Linked DNA regions of Sus scrofa: regions 2 and 3 are each linked to region 1. A link is a contact called in public Hi-C and HiChIP or PLAC-seq data. All regions are on one chromosome and are shown on one strand. The core of a region is the stretch at or near the end of the contact, and the rest is flanking DNA. Distances in the headings are between cores, read along the strand shown. Region 1 holds the start of SHROOM1 (protein Shroom1). Region 2 holds the start of ZCCHC10 (zinc finger CCHC domain-containing protein 10). Region 3 holds the start of AFF4 (AF4/FMR2 family member 4).

Evidence for each region. Hi-C and Micro-C count contacts between places; a contact is called where the count stands out from the background. HiChIP or PLAC-seq counts read pairs in DNA pulled down with a chosen protein or histone mark.
Region 2: a Hi-C map of liver shows a contact between it and region 1, with 3 times the contacts expected there. The contact joins the promoter of ZCCHC10 here to the promoter of SHROOM1 in region 1. A contact is called at or near these places in 1 of 5 promoter capture datasets (liver), 1 of 47 Hi-C or Micro-C datasets (liver) and 1 of 2 datasets of contacts at active chromatin or transcription factors (skeletal muscle).
Region 3: an H3K27ac HiChIP or PLAC-seq map of skeletal muscle shows a contact between it and region 1. The contact joins the promoter of AFF4 here to the promoter of SHROOM1 in region 1. A contact is called at or near these places in 1 of 5 promoter capture datasets (liver), 8 of 47 Hi-C or Micro-C datasets (embryonic fibroblasts, liver, mesenteric adipose tissue and 2 more) and 1 of 2 datasets of contacts at active chromatin or transcription factors (skeletal muscle).

The regions. Positions count from the first base shown.
Region 1 is chr2:135,150,565-135,154,125 of Sscrofa11.1, forward strand. SHROOM1 (protein Shroom1) reads right to left here and starts at 1,976. Exons shown (of 8, transcript XM_021084746.1): 1 at 1,348-1,976; 2 at 954-1,345; 3 at 804-862; 4 at 364-573; 5 at 1-153. The coding sequence starts at 1,930. It overlaps LOC102159960 (a long non-coding RNA gene), which reads left to right and starts at 1,886. Exons shown (of 6, transcript XR_002341904.1): 1 at 1,886-1,977; 2 at 2,071-2,148; 3 at 2,533-2,586; 4 at 2,883-3,561.
Region 2 is chr2:135,303,938-135,307,498 of Sscrofa11.1, forward strand. ZCCHC10 (zinc finger CCHC domain-containing protein 10) reads left to right here and starts at 1,917. Exons shown (of 4, transcript XM_003123930.3): 1 at 1,917-2,176. The coding sequence starts at 2,136.
Region 3 is chr2:135,282,414-135,285,974 of Sscrofa11.1, forward strand. It overlaps AFF4 (AF4/FMR2 family member 4), which reads right to left and starts at 1,518. Exons shown (of 21, transcript XM_021084750.1): 1 at 924-1,518.

The DNA of each region.
Region 1 (3,561 bases), core at 726-3,225:
CTGGAGTCACTCTCAGAACCGTTTACCCCCTGCCAGCAGTCATTTGCCCCTGCAGTCTCTGAGTGCTCATGGAGGGGCTTCGCTGCGGAAATTACAGCCTGGTCAGCCCTTTGGCCCAAGGCAGCTCCATAATGCTGGTCAGAGGCATGGACCCTGGAAGTGGAAGAGACAGTGAATCAGAAAAAGCTCTGGCCAAAGATAAGTGGTGGCTTCCAAGGACAACCTGCCCCCACCCCCACCCCCACCCCCGCCTCCTGGCTCTCAGACCCCAGCAGCAAGAGGGTTCCCTGCTCCTCCAGCATTCTGTAGACGCGTGTAGGAAGCGGGGTGTCTCACTTTGCTTAAAAGCCCCAGGGAATTCACCTGGATGGGAGCCCCAAGGGAGCGCAGGAGTCTGCAGGTGATCTCATTCTGACCAGCGGGGCTTCTTCCAGGAAAACCTCATCATCAGGAAGGGAAGGAAGCCGAACAGACACCTTGCAGTTCTCTGAGACATTCTGCTCACCGTCAGAGGGGCTGCTCTGGGGGCCCTCTGCAGGACACACCTCTGCAGCATCTTTCTCAGTCAGAAACCTGGAGGCAGGGACCCCACACTGACCACAGTCACCAGGAAAGATGACCCTGGTTCTGCACCAGAGGAACAGTAGGGTGTTGGGGGGCAGGGATTAGGAGATGTGGTTTGCAAAAGAGGGTCAGAAGGTTCAAACTGAGGCTAAGTGGGAGGCCCTCTTCTTTCTTGGGCAGGATCTATGAAAGCTGCCTGCCCCCAGCTTTCATTCCCCAGAGGGGTCCATGTCTCTCACCTAGAACGTTTGGTCAGAAACAACGGTCTGCTGGTGGTTTCTGCTCCTTGGGGAACAGCCTGGAAAGGCAAGCAGATGGATGAAATGTTGCTCAGGTTTTCAGTCTTCCAGCTGCCCCCATCCCAAGCTGGCAACCCCCATCTTCCATACCTGCGGAATGGGCATGACCCCTCCTGAACTTCCCCACGGGGCCAAGACTTCTCCTGAAGCGCTCCAACTCCGACCGGCAGGTCTGTAGCCATGGCCGAGCCTCAAGGACCGGGGTTTCGGGTCCTCGATGTCTCGGGGCTGGGTCACAGGCAGCCACCTGATCTGGTGACCATCGAACTCCGCCGGGGTCCGCGGCTGCTCTTCCTGGGGCTCCAGCCTCCCAAGGCCTGAGCTGGAGCGGGCCTCCCCCGAACATTCCCTGGCCGGCGCACCCCCCTGACCCACGCGATCCAGCTTCCCCGGCTCGGAGAAGCACCACTTCCGCTGCTGGTTGGCCAGGCGTCCCCGGCCAGAGGTTCCCGGCCCGGGAGCCCCGGGGCGCGGCGGCTCCACTTCCCCCCGGGGTGGCTGAGCGAGGCGGAGCGCGGGTGCGCGGCGGAGGGCCGCACGGGGGCCGCGGGCCGCAGGCGGGCGGGCAGGCTCATGCGGAGCTCCTTGCGCTGGAAGGACGTCTCCCGGAGCACTCGCCGCTGCGCGCCCTGCAGCCGCTGGCGGTAGGCGGCCCGCGAGGCCGGCGGGCTGGGCGGCTCGGCGGCCCGCGCCGCGGCCTCCGCCTCGGCCGCCAGCGCGTACAGCAGCGGGGTGGCGTGGCGGCTGAGAGGCCCTGGGGTGCCCTGGAGCTCAGGGGGACGCGGCCCGCTGTGCGCGGCCGCCGCAGGCCGGGGCTGCGGGCAGGTGCGAGGGCCCGCGGCGGGCGCGGCGGGGGCCGGGCCTCCCCAGACCACGCGCACGTAGTCCCAGTCCAGGTAGGGGAGCGGGCGGGTCCCCGGCGAAGGTGTGCGCGGCTCCGGACCGCCGGAGGCGGCGGAGAAAGAGCCGTAGGCCGAGTCAGCGCGCGCAGACAGCCGCCGCAAGTCCAGGCTGCGAGTGGATGAGGCTGGGGAGGCGCGGTCGCCTCCAGGACCCAGGGCCTCCATGGCTCCGACGAGGGCCGAGGCTGGCCTGGAAGAGCAGACGTGGTGCGGTGGGTGAGGCGCTCCTGGGAAGGGTTGGGGCAGCCTGCTGGCCCCTCCATCACAGAGGGCCTGGTGCTTACACATCCTCTCTCTGGCCACAGGATCCTTGGCGCCAGCATTTGTCACCCCCTTAGTCGGGGCTAGCAAGGGCAGTAGGACCAAGGGAGCCACTATGGAGGGTGAGGGCCTTAGTTCACTTATTCTTGGCGACTAGCCCATTCCCCGCTGGGGCGCGCTCTTGGCTAGCAGCCCTGGCTCTACCCTGGCACCTTCTGGAGCGCTGCATGTACCCATACTCCTTCCCTCCCCCAGCCTGTCCCACCCAGGCTGCTTCCTGGCAGCTTTGTTAGCTTCTCCCTGTGATCTTTCCCTGATAAACAATGGTCAAGATCCGAGATCAAGTCCGAGATCGCAGGCCAACAAAGAAAGGAGGTGGGGGAGGCCGGGTCAGGTGGCAGGAGCAGCTTCAGAGCCTTCCTCCCTCCCTCTGGGCTGGTTGTGCTCCAGGTGCTTTCAATAAATATTTATCTTGACCCTCACAAGTGCTGTCTGCATTTTTACAGATGAGGACACCGAGGTTCTGAGGGAGAAATGATTTGCCCAGAGGCACACAGCTGGTAAGAGTCAGATCCCTGCCTGGAATCTGGGCCTGCCTCCAAACTTACTGCAGCCAGAATCGATTTCCTAGAAGCAAACCCTGCTGAAAGCCAGTTTAACCCCACCCACCCCCCAGATGCCTGAAGCCTCCAACAAAGCCCAGACTCCACTGTGGTAAATGGTGACCCCCCCTCCCCGCCGCTTCAAAATACTGGCAGATTCCTGGATAATATGTCCCCTGCTTGGGAGCCTCTGCCTTTTGTCTAGGAATGACAGGCTCACCGGTCTCTTTGTCCTGCCACTCTTGCTCCTACAGGGCTCAGCTTAGAGGTCTCCTGACCTTTCGGGTTCCCAGCGGTTCCTGAGCCTTCCCCCATCACAGCAGTCAACCCTACATTGATTGGCGGCCGTGTACTAGTGATTCAGTCTCCCCATGTCCACCCCTGAGCTTCCTGAGGACAGGCCCTGCGCTTACACATCTCTGTACCGTCAGTGCCTGGCAGGTAATGATGATAAATATTTGTTGAATGACAAGGAATGGAGCAGCCTTACAAGGAGTAGATGGGGGGTAGGAAGGAAGAGGGCACCTTTGCTTCTAGCCACTCTTCTCTCCCTACTTGTCTTTTCTGAGGAAGGGGACAGAATGAGTGAGGCAGTTGCCACCATGCACACTGATCATGTGACTCCAGTTGTTGGGAACCAAAGGAGCGGGCAAGCCCAGCTTGGAGCAGGAACAGCCAGAAATCAATACTTCCCCAGTGCCAGGAGGAGGAGTGAGGGGAGGGACTGGGTGGGTGTGCCTGGATAAGGGTGAAAGCAGCTTTGAGTCTTGGAACCAGGAGCTCCCTATGGGCTATGGGGACTGGAGGGGGTAGGGGCTTGCCTTCCCTGAGCTGCTTGATGGGGAGTACAGAGGAAGGTGGCCCAGAGCTGGGGTGGAAACTGAAAAACAGGCTTATCTGAGTCTCCTAGATACTTCTGAAGCCCAGGATCAC
Region 2 (3,561 bases), core at 667-3,166, 150 kb after region 1:
ATGTAACAGAAGTTACCTAGCAGTTCTATGGTTTTCATTTTTGATTTTGTCCAGAATTTTTGGGAGTAAGATCCAGTGCTGGGGATTTATCAATGTGCTCTAATAGCATTTATTATCTATAATCCAAGTAACTTGTAATAATAATTATAGTAATACTTGCTTCCTGGGAGTTCCCCTCATGGCTCAGTGGGAACAAAACCAGCTAGTATCCATGAGGACGAGGGTTTCATCCCCGGGCTCTTTCAGTGGGTTAAGGATCCAGGGTTGGTGTGAGCTGTGGTGTAGGTTGCACATCTGGCTTAGATTCAGCCTGACTGTGACTGTGGTGTAAGTCGGCAGCTACAGCTCCATTTAGAGCCCTACCCTAGGAACTTCCATGTGCCAAGGGTGTGGCCCTAAAAATATATAATAGTAATAATAGTAATAATTGCTTCCTCCTATTTGTTTTATCTTACTCTCTCTTGCCTTTTCACATTTGCTGTAGTGCAATTTCCTTTAAAATTCGTTGACAAATACATCTTAATATTGTTTTGTGGAAAACTTGAAAATTTGAGAACAAACTTCATCTAGAAAAATGAATGTTTAAGAGCAATAAAGAGAATTGAGGAGAACTAGAATTATTTAGGAGAGACTTGACCTACCAGACATCAAAATAGTCTAAAAATAAACTATGGAAATCAAAGCCATACAAATACTGGCACAAGCAGATCTTTGGAAGAAAACAGAATGTCTAAATGAATTAAATTGGTACAAAATCGGAGTTCCCGTCGTGGCTCAGCGGTTAATGAATCCGACTAGGAACCATGAGGTTGCGGATTCGATCCCTGATCTCGTTCAGTGAGTTAAGGATCCGGCGTTGCTGTGAGCTGTGGTGTAGGTTGCAGATGAAGCTTGGATCCCACGTTGCTGTGGCTCTGGCATAGGCCAGCGGCTACAGCTCCGATTGGACCCTTAGCCTGGGAACCTCCATATGCCAAGGGAGCGGCCCAAGAAATAGGCAAAAAGACAAAAGAAAAAAAAATTTGTACAAAATGGATTTAGGAGACTAAACCTCCATGATCTGTCATTAAATGCTAAAATATCCTTAAATAATTAATATTTGTTACTCTTTCCAGTTGACAAATCAAATTTACCTATACCCTTATAACATCACTATGATATACATAAAAATGTAAGTAATTAACATATATTGCACTTGATGGTTTGATAAGGTCAGCATTTTTCAATGGACGGTTTTTTTGTTTTGTTTTGTTTTGTTAAAGCCGCACCTGCGGCATATATAAGTTCCCCAGCTGGGGGTTGAATGCAAACTGCAGCTGCCAGCCCACGCCACAGCCACACTGGATCTGAACCACATCTTTGATCTACACCGCAGCAGAGGCAACACAGGATCCTTAACCCACTGAACAAGGTCAGGGATTGAACCCAGCATCCTCATGGATACTAGTTGGTTTCATAACCCGCTGAGCCACTGACGGGAACTCCTCATCTGATGGTCTTACTCTTGTTTAACTCATTGTTTTTCACTTTGCTCTCCAGACAACTTCTAGTTTCTTCAACACTGCAGTTTCATTCATTTATATATAAAAATTCATTTGTGTATAAAGATGACCAGGAGTTCCCCCTGGCTAAGCAATAACTGAAACTGACTAGTATCCAAGAGGACACGGGTTCGAGCCCTAGCCTCCATCAGTGGGTTAAGGATCCTACGCTGCCATGTGAGGTGCGGTATAGGTTCCAGACGTGGCTTGGGTTCCCAGTTGCGGTGTCGTAGGCCGGCAGCTGCAGCCAGGATTTGACCTCCTAGCCTCGGAACTTCCATATTCCACAGGTGAAAAAAGAAAAGGGAAGGAACAGATCAACACCTCATTGGAGAATGTTCTTCCCTGTCTCTCCTAGCAATTACATGACCCCACCCTTCAAAAGCCTTGTTCAGAAGAGACAACCGACCTCACTCCTCTTCCTCAAACAAGGGCCCGACACAGGCCCAACCCCCTACTTGCCCCAGAAGCTGCCCCCGCGACTCGCCAGGCGGGACTAGCTCCGCCCACGCCGACAGCCTCCAGGGTTCGAAGGCCCCGCCCCCTTGGAGGAACTTCCCAAAATCCTGCGCGGCGGGCGTCAGCTGCGCTAAGATGGCGACTCCCATGCATCGGCTCATAGCCCGGAGACAAGCGTAAGTGAGGGCCGGAGTCGGGCCGCGGGGCGGGCTGGGGGCGGGGAGAAGCGCGTCAGCCAGCTGGTGAGCGGGCGCCGGGATGCTGGGCCAGTGTCAGATCCTCTTTGTGACTCGGCCGAAGGTGCCGTTTTTCTCATACGTTGCCTCCCCGCAAGGGGCTGGGGCCCGGGCGTTAAGTTTGATGTCCGGTGGACTAGCGATTTCGTGGACGACGGCTGAGTAGGACCGCTAGGCGGGACCTAGGGGTGTCTGAAGAGAGTTTAGCGTTTGGCTCCCGGTTACGGGACGCCCCGGAGTTGGTCACTAAGCGATTGATGCCCCTTTGACAAGTTAGCCGCCCACCCCACGCGTGACAGGGAGAAGCTTGCAGCCCTCATCCAACACCCCCTTTTCTCGCCGACGTAAACCTTCCGCTTCCTGTGAGGGCCTCCAGCCCATCTGGCTTTACCTGCTCCCTTCCTGTTACCTTCCCTAGAAACAGCTGACTACGACGCCGACTTTTTCCCGAACTATCTTCTCACTTTCTGCCGTTCATTCTCTTCAGCAGAATTTAATAAGCATTGCCTATCATTCTATGTCAAGTTTGGGGTATGAGGAAAAAGAAGTGTTCAAGGCAAAACCTCTGCTTTCAGAAAGCTTACATTCTGTTGGTGGAGTCGATAAACTAAACATTTTACGTAAATACAGTTGATAAGAGCTTTGAAGAGGAAATAAGAGGTGATGGAAAGAGAAAGATCCACGTTTGGTTGGTTGGCCAGGAAAGACTTTTCTGAAGAAATGTTTCTGTGGCATTGGAAGAGATCTGAAGTGTGAGAAAGGAGCCAGTCCTGAGAGGACTAAAGGAAAGAGCATCTAGACTGGAGTAGATACCTTGAGACAGGAAAGAACTTCGTTTTTAAGAACCGAAAGATGGCCAGTTGTAGCTAATGAGCTAGTGAAAGGGCGCGCAACAAGAGGTTTGCAGTGAGGAGATAATGAGGGAGTTCATGCCGGATGCCCCCCAACGTGTTTTTTTTTTTTTGGCCATGTCTGAGGCATGTGGAAGTTCGAGGACCAGGGATGGAACCTGAGCCCACAGTAGCCATCTGGGCCACTGCAGTGACAATGCTTCCTAAACCCGCTGTGCCACAAGAGAACTCCCCAGATGCCCCTTTCTTGTAGTCTTTTTTTCTTCTTCTAACCTGCACACTTAACTGTCTGCCGCTTTTTCACTCTCAGCCATTTTTGCCCTCACCATTTTCTCATTTATTGCCCACAGTCTGCTCGAATGTATGTTTATATTTCTTTTTATATTTATATTTTTTTATTTTAAGAACTCTGATCATCCACGTCTCCCTTTCTTCAGACTCTTCCTCTCATGCCCCATGAAAAGAGTCCCTTGA
Region 3 (3,561 bases), core at 268-2,767, 130 kb after region 1:
TCTCCCTAGCCAGCAGGAAAGAAATCGCACCATTCTGAATTGAAATGACTCTGAGAACCCTAAATCGAACTCTGCATCTTAGTCTGAACTCCACACGCAAGCATCGCAGATTTGTATCTTCAACTTCCTATAAACGACAGTCTTTGCGAAAGAAAAGGCAGTAAGGAGACTCCTCCAACTCCTGGATCCCATGATCCATCCTCAAAGAGTGGAAGGAACAGCAAAGTGGAAGGAACAAAGCACTGACGTCAATTACGAGATTAACCCCGAGCACCGGCAGCTGGAGGAAAGGCCTACACATCCATATCCAAATACAAGCTATCGGGGTAACGAGCTGGACCGATTCAGAAGTTATGGGGGGGGGTGTTCCAGTATTACACCCCCAACATTCCCATTTTTAGTCAACCCCCTTAACCAGCCGAAGGCGGAAATTTTTTTCCCTTTTTTTTTTTTCCTTTTTGCGGGGGAGGGAGGGGGAGGAGGAGGAGGAGGAGGAGAAGGAGGAGGACGTGCGCAGGATCGCGAGAAGGAAAGCGAGAACTAGTTGGGTAATGCTAGCCAGCATCTAGGCCCTCTTTTCTCTTCAACTAGAAACACCCTGAAATTCAGGAGGGGCTTTAAAAGCAACGATGCAGTCGAAGGAATTTCTGAGGGCAAGAATGGATTGAGAAATGGAAGGGGAAAGACAAAACTGGGAAAAGATGGATTTCTGGGAATTTTTGTTAGGATTGGGTTAGCCATTTCATTAATGTTTTGTGTGTGTATAAGGGTAGGGGGCTGGAATGCGAAGGCGAAAAGAGATGCCGGATCGAGCAGCCCGAGCCCGGAGGGTCCCTCCGAATCCGGAGGCGGACCCCGTCCTCCCCTCCCCCACTCCCCCGCCGCCCGGCCCGGCCCTCCGTCAGTCCGTCGGTGCTTCTCACCTCCAGTCCCGGCTCCGCTAGGCCCGAACCATCTCCCGGCTGCGGCAGTGGCAGCGCCGGGCCTGCACCTTCACCGGACGCGCATTCGAGCCCGCCCGAGGGGCGGCGACAGGCTGCCAAGGGCGAGGGGCTCCGGGCGGCGGCGGCGGCGAGGGTTCGGGAGGTCTCGAAAAGCGCAGGCGGCGGCGACGCAGCTCACACGGCACAGGCGGAGGTCCCGCCCCGCTCCATGACGGTCGAGGCCTGGCCGGGAGGGCCGGCTGAGGCGGGCTGACGAGGACCTGGCACCGGGATCCCCGCCCCGTCCGCTGGCGGCGGCGGCGGCGACGGCGGCTCGACTCCCGCAGCCAGGGCTGTGACTGACGCAGCGGCCGCGCCACCCATGTGACCAGGGCCGGGCGGGGACGAGGCGTCACGTGGCGACGCCGGGCCCCTCCCCTCCAGAAAAGCGGAGGGCTGCGGGGCCTGCAGTGCCGGGAGGTGACGTCGGGGGGTGGTGACGTGCGCGGCGCTCGGGGCCGAAGACCGTGGCCCGGCCGGGTACTGGCCCCGGCGGCTTAGGCCCGAGCCCTCGGGCCCGGCGGCCGCGTCGGGCCGAGGGGGCGGAGCGTGACCGGGCCTGCGCCTCCCGCGCGCGCACCTCGCACGGCGTAGCCGCTAGCGAGGTTCGGAAGGGCGGGGCCGGGCTGAGCCGGATCTACCGGTTCTGGGGCTCAGGGGGTTGGGCGGACGGCCCCTTCTGGGGGTGTGGCCGAGCCTGAAGCCCCCCTAGACCCTCGGCCTCCTGCTGACGTTGAAGCCCGGAGTCAGTCCAGCGGCCCTCGCGGGTCCGGCCGAGAAAGGAAGGCTGCGGGGAGTTTCTCTACCGGAGGCCGCCCAGAACCTGGCTTGATCACCCGCGAAGCCAGGCAGGCCTTTTTTTTTTCTTGGTCATCTAAGCATCTTCGGCCGTGAATACTTTTCGTCAAGATAACGTTTTCCACACTTTGCTTCTAACATCCTCGGGGAAGCTGTAATTGAGAGTAAAGTAATAGTTATAGACTAGACAGAATTTTCAGAGGGTCTCACAGAACCCAGTGTGGTTAACTGTCCAGAGAAGTGACTTTGGGGTTATTATTTGGAAAACACTTGATAATTTCCTGCCTCTTAGATGATGTCTTTCTATAAAGGAGCCTGGTGAAGCCGTTTTTTTCACTTTCTACGAGCTAATTTTGAAGCAAGCATTTTAAAGATGTCTAAAAATGAAATGCAAGGCTTTTGAGGAGATTTATGATAAACTATAAGGAATGTGCGTATGAATATGTTTTTATCAGCCCTAAAGCTGGTAATTCATCAGCATCAATAGAAGTTTCTTCCTTTTCAAAATTCTGAAGTGACCACAGAATTTTGCTAAACACGCCTTTAAGCTAAACACTTGATGTAGATTTTATATATCTATTTGGAAGTGTATTCATGTAAAACTAAAAATGAACTGTGACAAAACAGTGAAAAATAATCGATGCTCCCATCCCTACCATTTTAACTACTCCAGTTCTGGAGGCAGTCATTTAGCATTTTCTCAGTAGCTTTCCCAAAACATTTATAAATATATTTTATTTTATTTTTTATTTTGTTGTCTTTTTAGGGCTGCACCCGCAGCATATGGAGGTTCCCAGGCTAGGGGTCAAATCAGAGCCACAGCAATGCCAGATCCAAGCTGCATCTGCCACCTACACCACAGCTCATGGCAATGCTGGATCCTTAACCCACTGAGCAAGGCGGAGGATCAAACCTGCATCCTCATGGATACTAGTCAGATTCACATCTGCTGAGCCACAGGGGAACTCCCTAAATATATCTTAAAGTCCAGTTATACATATTTTTTACACAAGTGATCACATACTATATATACTATTAAGTTCCTTCCTTTTCTCAATCAAAATATCTGGATATGTTTCCATATTAACACTGAAAGAACTGCCTCACTCTTCTACGAGCAGTATAATATTCTATTTTATGTAAATAGCATATATATATTTTTTTAACAAATCCCCTACAGGTGGACATTAAGGTTGTTGTCAAGTCTTTACTAAATTACAAACTAAGCTGCAACTAGTAATCATAAGAAGAACAACTATACCTATAAATCCTTAGATTGCAATGTTTAGGTCAAAAGGTATTTTCCATTTGAATGGATATTGCCAAATTAACCTCCACAGATGTGCCAATTTAATTTGCTTTTTTCATATTCTGTCTAGGAAGATTTACAAGGCTGTACTGGAACAGAGTGAAGGTGGAGAGTGACAATAAGATTACCATTTTACACAACAATTAAAGTATTAAAACATTGAAGATATTTCCCAAATGTTACAAGGAGGCTCCTTTACTTATTTTGTAGTAAATGTTATTTGACCAAAAGATAACATACTTTTTGTTCCATAAAGGATCACGATAATTTTTCAATGTAAAATGAAACCTTACTTTAAAACCAAAACGGGGGCAGGGTGGGGGGCAGGTTCTGGGGTTGGAAAACGGAGACTTTTCTTTGCCATTATTCTGCAATTAAGAATTTCCTGGAGTTTCTGCTGTGGTGCACTGGAATCAGTGGTATCTCTGTAGCCCTGGGATGCAGGTTGGGGTGGGTTTTGTTGTTTTTTGT